Linked DNA regions of Mus musculus: region 1 is linked to region 2. The links are chromatin contacts, called in public HiChIP or PLAC-seq maps. All regions are on one chromosome and are shown on one strand. Each heading gives the region's core, a stretch centred on a gene start, on an enhancer-like site or on the middle of the called end of the contact. The rest is flanking DNA. Distances are from core to core; before and after follow the strand shown. Region 1 holds the start of Tlx1 (T cell leukemia, homeobox 1). Region 2 has its middle 10 kb from the start of Gm35867.

Region 1 (4,344 bases), core at 1,319-3,818, 36 kb before region 2:
TGCCACTTAGGAAATCTCCCTAGCCCGGGGCTTCAGAGATCCCACCCGCTTCCTCTTTGACTCCCCTCTCCCTTACCTAGGGACAGCAATGCATCTCTCCTCCTCAGTCTCAGCCACTAAACTTAAAAGGGCCACCCCTTAAAGTAGGAGGCCCAGGGTGATCAGAGTTCCAGGCCGTAGGGCCTGTTCTGGTCTCAGTCACAGCCTCACCATCATACAGCGGATATAGCTACAAACTTCCAGATCTGTACTCCAACAGAAGAGAATGCACACCTAGACAAGCAACAGGACACGGGGCAACACAGGACTACAGTCACACACTCTCAGAACCTCCTTCAGGCCTGACGCTACAGTTGACTATGACTCCCCAGAGTAGGCCCATGCTGATATCTTTTGTATAGTACACACACACACACACACACACACTCAACAGTGGGCTCGTAGTGTGGGTTAAAGTCAGTCATCAACACTGACCTGGCCTTAAGTAGGGGAGACAGATAGGCTCTGGGTCCCCTACCTCCCTCAATGAGAGGACTTAGGTTGTATTACTGAACCCCCTTGACAAGAGTCCTTCCTCCACAGTAACACAGAGACTCCTTCCCATTTCTGCTGTGGCCCCAAAGTTTGGTTAGGGCCCCTAGGGACAGCCTCTCTGCCTGTGCTGTCTGTAACAGAAGCAGAGGGGCCTAGGGTAACTTTGGGTAGCTAGGACAGGTTTAGTTGCTGTAGACTGTTCTTTTCATTAGCCTGCTTCAGGAGCCCCATCCACAAGCATCGGCCTAAACCTACTACCTCCCCTCTCTAAGGCCCAGACAGCTAACTGGGGCCCAATTCCTAACAGCTGTGTGCCCATGGGGGCCTGAACCTTCCTGAGGCAGCTCAAGGTCTAAGGATCCAAGGACAACTAAAGGCAGCCAGCGGGAAGTGGGCACCGAGGAAGAGGGTACTCCAGAGCTAGGGCAGAGAGAAACGGAAGCCAGGTCAGAGGGAGCTAGGGTGGTGCAGAGAGCAAGGCCGCTGGGCCAAAGAGTTCGTCCTCCTCTCCGGGAGTTGTCCTCCAGCCAACCCTCTGGTCAGGCGGGTGCAATATTTACCACCCCCCAAATAAGAGAGCCGACCCCTGGGAGGGATACCGAGGATGAAAACGAAAATTGGCCCAGCCTTGCGCTGCCACTGACTCTGAAGAATCTCGGAGGTCCAGGAAGAAAGCTCTGCTCCTTCACCCGGGCTTGGGGCCTTTGCGGATCTGCAGCGGCCCGACCCGCACGCCACAACTCAGAGCACGTGTGTGTGTGTGTGTGTGTGTGTGTGTGTGTGTGTGTGTGTGTGTGTGTGTGTGTGTAGTAGGGGACGAGAGGTAGGAGAACCTTTTCTTATGTCTAATTATTCTGTCTAATTCTGGGGCTCTTGGCCTCCGTCAGGAAACAGCAGCCAGGACAGAAAAAAAAAATTTTTTTTCTCACACGGGCATGCAAAGCCTAGACTGTTGACAGAAGATGGTCCTGAATCTACAGTCCTCTACCTGACTGGGCCCTGGGATCCCGAGAGGGGACCAAGCTTTGCTTCCACGAATGGGGTCCTAGAGGAGAGACAGAAGAACCCAGGCTGCAAGAACTCTTGGAGCGATTCTGAGCACATAGAATCCTGAAGGCAGCTGAACTTAGGAAACGCACGGAGAGGCGCTAGGCGACCTGGCGCTCAGAAAGAGCTTCAAGGAGCCATCAAGCAGGGTAGTGGGTAGCACAGAGACCGAGCCACGGCCAGGCGGGACGCGCGCGGGCCGGACTCACCTGTGAACCTGTCCTTTGTGTATCTGCGGTTACTCTCCATCCAGGGAAAGGTGAGGCCGGTGAGGTTGTTGACACCCGGCACCGCAGGCACAGAGGGTACTGTAGGCAAGCCGGTGGCCAGGGGCTGGGGATGGGCCACAGCTCCAGCTAGCGGCCTGTGCGCGGGCACCCGGATCACCCCTGCAGCGCTCAGCGCCCCGGCGCCACCGGCACCCCCGCCACCGCCGCCGCCGCCCGGACCGGGGCCGCCCGCCAAGGCCATGTTCACGTTGTAGGAGCCGGGCAGTGGGCCCATGCTGCAGGCACCGCCGCCGCCGCCCGCCGGACCACCAGGACCACCTGGGCCACCCGCGCCGTAAGCGCCAGTGCCCCCGGCCCCCGCCCCAGCAGCGGAGCCCCCGCCGCCGTAAGTGTAGGCGCCTCCAACCAAACAGCCAAGGCCGTAGTCTCCATCCTGGAGGCGCGAAGCGGGCCCCATGCAGCCGCCCTGGTCGGGGCTGTTGAGGATCTGGTCGATACCGAAGCTGATGGGCTCCGCGTGGCCCGGGTGGAGATGGTGCGGACCCAGGTGCTCCATGCTGGCCCCGGCCCCACGCGGGGGCCCGGGCGCGGGCGATCGCTGCGCTGGACTACCCGGGCAGCGAGTCGGAGCGCGGAGGCAATCGCCACCCCAGGCTGCGCTGAGACTTGAAGGCGAAGTGCGCAGAAGGGCCAAAGTAGGGGGGAGGGGAAGGAGAGAGGGGGAGCTGTATTCTTCCCCTCTCCGGCTTCTCCTTCCCTTCTCCGGCTGCTCGCTCGCTGTTGACTCTGGGACATCAATCACCGGGCGAAAAAGCCCTGAGCGAGCGAGCCTAGCTGTTTCGGCCGGGTCTCTCCATTGGCTGTGCGTGGAGAGGAGCGGGGTGAATGACAGCGCGGGGGAGGGGTTGGGAGGGGGGAGAAGGAGGCCAGGAGCCCAGACAGATGCCGGAGCCAGAGACAGAGGGACGGAGATCAGAGCTCTGAGTAGTTCCAGTGAAGAGAAAGGAGGAGGGCTACAGAGAGAGGTTTAAATGAGAAAGAAAAAGATCAGGAAGCAGCCATTCCCAAAGACGAACAGACAGACGGACCAAAGGAGAGGGAAATCAGAACCTTTCCCAGACCTGGTAGGACCCACCCCCTCACTTTGAACAGGGCCGAAGGAGTCCAGCCCACTAGGCCCCTGGGGACAGGTGTCCTGCCCAACTGGAGAATCTCCCCAAGGGCTGAGCTGGGAAACACCTGTCACTCAACCAGGAGATTTACTGCAACTTCAAGTCCAGCTTGTTAGAAAGTAGAAGACTGTCTACTCCCCAGGTATGGAGCCCGGGCCCCGAGGCAGGACGGTGAGTTCAGGCTTGTCCTTTAAAACAGGTCCTATGAAGAGCTGGCTATATATTGTTATAAAAATTAGCAGCCACTCCAACTCAGTCTCTTTAGAGAATTTAAGGAAACGAAAGTCAATCCTGAAAAGCAGTCACAAGCCAAAGGATTACTTTGGGGCTTGTGCGAGGGTGCCCGTTCCTCAAGGTACCTCTTTCATTTTGAGTAAACAGAAGCTCGCAGAAGCAATTCCTACGACCCGACCCAAGTGAATGGCTCTGGGTTTGTGAGAGAAAGGACTTAGTTCCTTGCTTTTAGAATCTTTGGAGGGAAGCCTTGGGTCTTAAGGCTGTGGGGGCGGGGGCTGCTGGGACGAGAATCAGGGAAGTGCGTCCAGGACAAATTTAGGCCTTTTCAAAGTTATGCCTGTGGCTGCCTGGCTGAGAGCCCAAGAGAAAAGAAGGAAACTCCCTTCTTTTGCTTCCTCTCTTTCCCCTCTCCAGTCGGGAAAGGTCTGCTCCCTCCTAGGAGCCAAGTTCTGAGGGAAAAAAAAAAAGCATAGGTTATGAATTCTGATCTATTTCAGGTCCATTCACTGCTGAACCTTCTGGGAGGTCTCTAACAGGCAAAACGCTGGCCTCACTCCTCAGCAAGTCTCAGTGGAATCTAGTTGTTTTGGCCACTGTCTGACACTGTCACTTGAAGGGCCTTCCTCAAAGACAGGAAATGTCATATATATATATATGCGATGTTATATGTGCATATGTGTGATATATATGTGTGTATATATATATATATATATATATATATATATATATATATATATATTGATATATAATGTGTGTACCCCTCCTAAAACAGCCCCAACAAATCAAACATGTTCATCTTGAGTGACTAATAAATTAATGGAGACTTGACTTGCCCAACAAATATTTGTGTACTTAAAATGTACCTGGTACTTTCTAGGTACTGGGGAGACAGCCAAGTGTCTTGACCTCAGACCTGTGTTCTATACAGACAATAAACAAAGAAAAAGAAGGATAAGCCAGAAGTCAGTATTATGGATAACTATAGAAACTCAGAACTCAGTAGCATCTCTCTCAGATAAATACTCGCCCTATCTTCAGCCAGGAGAGCAAATGCTCATTCAAGAAGATAGAAAGCACGAAGCAGGTAGTTGTTCTCAACTCTTTTGTTTTGTTTTGTTTTGTTT
Region 2 (4,957 bases), core at 58-2,557:
CGTGTAAATGCTAGTCAAGGCTGTGCCTAGGGAAGGGAACACAGGAATAGAAGTCATTGGTTAAAGTGTGGGTTTCTGAGCCCCCCCCCCTCCACCACCCTCCCATCCTTTAACCCACCTCCATGGCTAGATGTGAAATAGCTTTGGGCAGACAGCTTGGAGGCTGAGGGCTAACCCAGTGCTGGGAAGCACTCCTGCAGGCAGCACAGCCAAGGAGAACATCCTGTCTCCACACCCCAGAGAGGGATGGCAGCTTGGGCAGGCTGGGGAAGGAGGTTCCCCCTGTTTCCCTCCTAGCTGACCTAGGAAGCTCTGGGAGGCCACCTCCCCAAATTCCCACACTGGAGCCTCTGTGTCTTCAGCCAGCTCCAGCTGGTCCCCATCAGTGCCCGGGTTCCAAAGATGAATGGTGGCTTTGGGGTTAAGTGATTTCTCCCTGCCCCTCCTTGTCCTGGCTCCCATCAGCTTCTTCTTCTTCTTCCTCCTCCTCCTCCCCCTCCTCTTTGGTGACCTCTGGGCAATGTGACTTTGTCTCCCCTCAACATCCAGGGCTGTCAGGAGGCCCAGTGTGGATATGAGAATTCTTCTGGGAACTGGGCTTATGGCTGGGCTAAAGGGACCCTCTGGTCCTGGTTGGATTGCAGGACATGGGCCACACCACTGCAGGATATGGCAGCACACCGCTAGAGACAGCCAGAGAGACTGCTCTGAGCTACCATGCGGGCACACCAGTGTTTTAGCATCCCAGGACTGGAGCTGGAAAGGAGCTGGAAGGCCTGGCTGAAGCATGGGGTGAGGAGGGGGGGGGTGGGGGGGCGGGGGACAAGAGAAGGAGCTGGTAAGAGCAGCCTGATGAGGCTTAAAAGGCTGGCGGGGGTCATCTCTCCCAAGATTATCTTTGTGTACCCAAAAGAACCGTGAAGCCAGTTCTGAGTCCCAATAAATAGTGTGCCTGTCTGGGCGAATGAGACCATACACCTCTGACCTGTACCATGAACATACCTGAGGCTGGTCTCAGCTTCCTAGCCTGATTAACCTAGCCTCCTTCACAACACTCCTCAATCTCTAATCCCCTGCTTGGTTGGCTCATCCCCTGGACTCCTCGGGCTCCATTAATGAGCCCTGGCCACCCCAGGACAAGTCCCAAATTAACCCTGCTGCTGACCCTGACATGGACACCTGTAATTAGGCCGTGAGCCGCTGCACACGGAAGCCCTGGGGGCTCAGTGGGGTGTGGGTGAGGCTTGGCTGGAACAGAGGCCTAATGCCCAGGAATGCTCTAAAAGCTGTGCCTGGCTCCAGGGCAGCCACTCGGCTCACCTCTAATTCCTCACAAAGCCTTCAGACAGGCTACCGGGGGATTACCCCAGGGGCCCTGAAAGTGTGTTAGCAGGTCTCTGGGCAGGCCCACCCTGCCAGCCCTGGGGTGGGGAGGCCTAAGGCAGCAGAAAGATGCCCCCCACCCCACCCCCTTTTGCACAGGTCCCAACAGCTGGTCGCAGGGTCCTCAGAACCTCGGAGCCTGCGCCTTGAAACCGTAGCGCCAAGCCCAGGCCAGAGGCACATCCGGCTCACAACCTAGCAGACAACGGGCTCCTACCCGCTTCCCTCCCCTCCCCCAACTTGTTTTGTTTGCTTTGCTCTGCGCGTCCCAGTAGCTCTGTCCGCATTAACCCTTGACCCCAACAGTAACTCTCCCTCCCTTCTGACAACTTTGTTTACCCGGTGGCTTTCTCTGATACATTTCCCTCCTGCCCCTCACTCCCACCCTCCAGCTCCCCCATTCCCCGGTTTTGTTCTTGCTGGTGTGCTTGAGACTCCAGTAATCTCCAAGCTGTGGCGATCAAGCCCTTATTCAGAACTCGGGGCGGCAATACCAACTTTCCAAAGCTGCCTGAAAGAAGTGCAAATTGGCTCATGATCTCTGTCTCTCATACTAGAGGTTGAAACCAGGGCCTCCAACATGCTAAGCATATGTCCTAACCATTGAGCCACACACCTAACTCCAGTCGACCAGGCTAGCCTCAAACCTGCCTCTGCCTCCCAACTGTTGGAACTAAATGTGTGCACCACCATGCCTGGCTCACATTTTGACCCGGAAGCCGCATTTCTAGGAATTTGTGTATATATTTATTGCCCCATAGTAAGGGCTAAGGGCTGGAAACAACCTAGGAGTGCAACTATGGGACAGACCAGACAAAACAGCCTCGGACAGAACACTGTGCAGCCATTTAAGAGAACAGTGCTCACCTTTAATCCCAGCACTTGGGAGACAGAGGCAGTGGGAATCTCTGAGTTCAAGGCCAGCCTGGTCTACAGAGTAAGTTCTAGGACAACCAAAGCTACACAGAGAAACCTTGTCTCTACACACCAACACATACACACACACACACACACACACACACACACACAGAGAGAGAGAGAGAGAGAGAGAGAGAGAGAGAGAGAGAATGGTTTTCTACATAGAATGATCTAGCTATGAGTCGAGACCCCTTTGGGGGGGTCAGATTTCAAATACCCTGTATTAGATATTTACATTATGATTCTTTTTTTTTTTAAGATTTATTTATTGACTATATGTAAGTACACTGTAGCTGTCTTCAGACACACCAGAAGAGGGAGTCAGATCTTGTTACGGATGGTTGTGAGCCACCATGTGGTTGCTGGGATCTAAACTCAGGACCTTTGGAAGAGCAGTCGGGTGCTCTTACCTGCTGAGCCATCTCACCAGCCCTACATTATGATTCTTAACAGTAGCAAAATTACAGTTACAAAGGAAAAACAAAATAAATTTATGGTTGGGAGTCACCTCAACGTGAGGAACAGCACTAAGATTGTTGAGGGCCACTGTTCTAGAGCAATGGCTTCAGGTTAAGATCACTTATTGCTCTTACAGAGGGCGGAAGTCCAGTGACACGGGCGGGCAAGCAGGCAGGCTGGCTGTATAGACAGCTCCAGGGAATCTGGCGCCCCCTTCTGGCTACCACAGACTCCTGCTGAGTGTGGTGTACATAAACTCATGTAGTTTTGTAATACCCATAAAAGTAACTAAATCAATAAATGCTTTTTTAAAAAAAAGATATCTAAATAGCAAAATGTAGATTAAAAAAAGATACAGGACAGAGGTCAGAATGCCACCTTTTGCGGGTAGAAAGAAAACTATGCGAAAAAAGGCACTCAAATACCTTTGATTTCTGTTATTGTTAAGCTGCTTTTTAAAAACATATTACATCCAAACAAATATAGCAGAGGACTGCCTGGTCTGGCCTCAGTGGGAGAATGCCTGGAGGGAGGGAGCACCCTCTCGGAGGCAAGGGGGAGGAGGAATGGGATGAGGAACTGTGGGAGTTGGGACCGGGAGAGGGGGGCAATGGTTGGACTGTAATAAATAAAATAATTTTTAAAATATACTATGTCTATGGTGTTTGGTTTGCATTTGTGTCTATGAAGCGCTTGCATGCAGTGCTCATGGAGGTGAGAACAGGGTGTCTGACCCTCTGGAACTGGAGTTACAGATGGTTGTGAGCCACCATGTGGGGGCTGGAAATTGAACCCTGGGTTATTTGGCTAAACGTCCAGTTCTCTTAACCTCTGTGCCAATCCCTCCAGCTGCCCACCCTCCTTCTTTTGTGACAGAGTCTTATATATCCCAAGAGGCCCTCAAATTCAGTATTTTCTCTAGGTAGCCAAAGATAACCTTGGACTCCTGATTGTCCTGGCTCCTCTTCCTGAGCACAGGTTTGTAGAGCCTCCAAGCCTGGCTTACGTGGTGCTGAGGATAGGCAAGAGCCCTACTAACTGAGCTGCATTCCCAGCCCTTGAAAATACCCTTGGGAAAATAAATCCTACCAAATATGGCAGTGGTGGCCTGTGGGAAGAAGAACTGGGGGCATGTGGTAGATGCAAGCTAAGTTCTCTGGTTCATTATATGCTTTTATACTTTATAAGGTTTGCCTTCAAAAGCAAATTCATTTTGTATACAAAAACAGACTACATACACCCGTCAACTCAACTGTTCAGTTTTCTAACTTGCGGAAATACACAGATACTCAAAGACCACACAAGAATGATGGGATGTGGCCGGGCGGTGGTGGCACACACCTTTAATCCCAGCATTTGGGAGGCAGAGGCAGGCAGATTTCTGAGTTCGAGGTCAGCCTGGTCTATAAAGTGAGTTCCAGGACAGCCAGGGCTACAGAGAAACTCTGTCTCGAAAAAAAAAAAAAAAAAAAAAGATGGGATGTCCAAGTGGGAAAATTCTGGAAGAAACTTACGTGCTTCTTCCTAGGTAACTGTTTAAATAAATGGTCGTTCATCTCTACTGTAGAACGTCAAGCGTCCAGAAGCCCAGTGTCGGGTGGGCCTGTAAGATAGCAAGGAGATCTTAAGCTCAAGTCCAGATTGGGCTACATATCAAGATCCTGTCTCAAACAAAAGCAAACAATACCAAGTGGCCAAAGACTGAGGGGGGGCTATGGTGCTCCCTAGAAAAGACTACAAAGACAAATAGAAATGAAAAGAGAAATTTATAAATCAGATAAAAAACGCCATCTTCTCTGAGAAAGGAAGGAAGGACAAAACCACATTACTCCATGTGCAAGTATATAAACGCATCTCTAAGACAAACCCCAATTCAAGAGCAGGGACTCACGGGCGGGAGTCTCTGCATGCTTCTGCCCACCCAACAGGAGGGCGTGTAGCATTCCTATGTATCCCATCCGTGTGACTACAAAGTGAAGTGTGGAAAAGCGGGAGAACAAAGGAGAGGTCTCTGGTTTGTTGCATAGTTTTCTCCCATCACAGAGCACCTGGATAACCACAGCATATCGATCTCATGTTACAGACTGGGAAACAGAGTCATGTTCTTCCTGCCTTCTGTCCACAGAGATAGGAGCTTCTTCAAGGGAGTGTCATGGGCTGGAGTGAATAACTTCCACTCAGGACGTGTGCAGGCAGT

What was found. HiChIP or PLAC-seq counts read pairs in DNA pulled down with a chosen protein or histone mark.
Region 1: a contact with region 2 is called in an H3K27ac HiChIP or PLAC-seq map of embryonic stem cells, with 14 read pairs. The contact joins the promoter of Tlx1 here to the enhancer-like site in region 2. A contact is called at or near these places in 13 of 39 promoter capture datasets (the 3T3-L1 cell line, 3T3-L1-derived adipocytes, the HPC-7 cell line and 8 more), 8 of 15 datasets of contacts at CTCF or cohesin (CD8 T cells, the NIH/3T3 cell line, embryonic stem cells and 3 more), 156 of 484 Hi-C or Micro-C datasets (3T3-L1-derived adipocytes, 8-cell embryo, the AML12 cell line and 85 more), 26 of 115 datasets of contacts at active chromatin or transcription factors (the 230-238 cell line, CD8 T cells, bone marrow-derived dendritic cells and 12 more) and 4 of 9 other capture datasets (adipose tissue, embryonic stem cells, liver and 1 more).

What each region holds. Positions count from the first base shown.
Region 1 is chr19:45,148,939-45,153,282 of GRCm38.p6, reverse strand. It overlaps Tlx1 (T cell leukemia, homeobox 1), which reads right to left and starts at 2,568. Exons shown (of 3, transcript NM_021901.3): 1 at 1,791-2,568. The coding sequence starts at 2,367.
Region 2 is chr19:45,110,646-45,115,602 of GRCm38.p6, reverse strand. No RefSeq gene overlaps it. Among named protein-coding and RNA genes, the nearest start is that of Gm35867, 10 kb to the right of the region's middle. Within about 2 kb of position 1,307, at least 48 of the 459 cell types and tissues checked have an H3K27ac peak or open chromatin away from gene starts, as enhancers often do. A contact at or near this core is called in craniofacial prominence, differentiating embryonic stem cells, embryonic stem cells and 1 more, where this site is marked.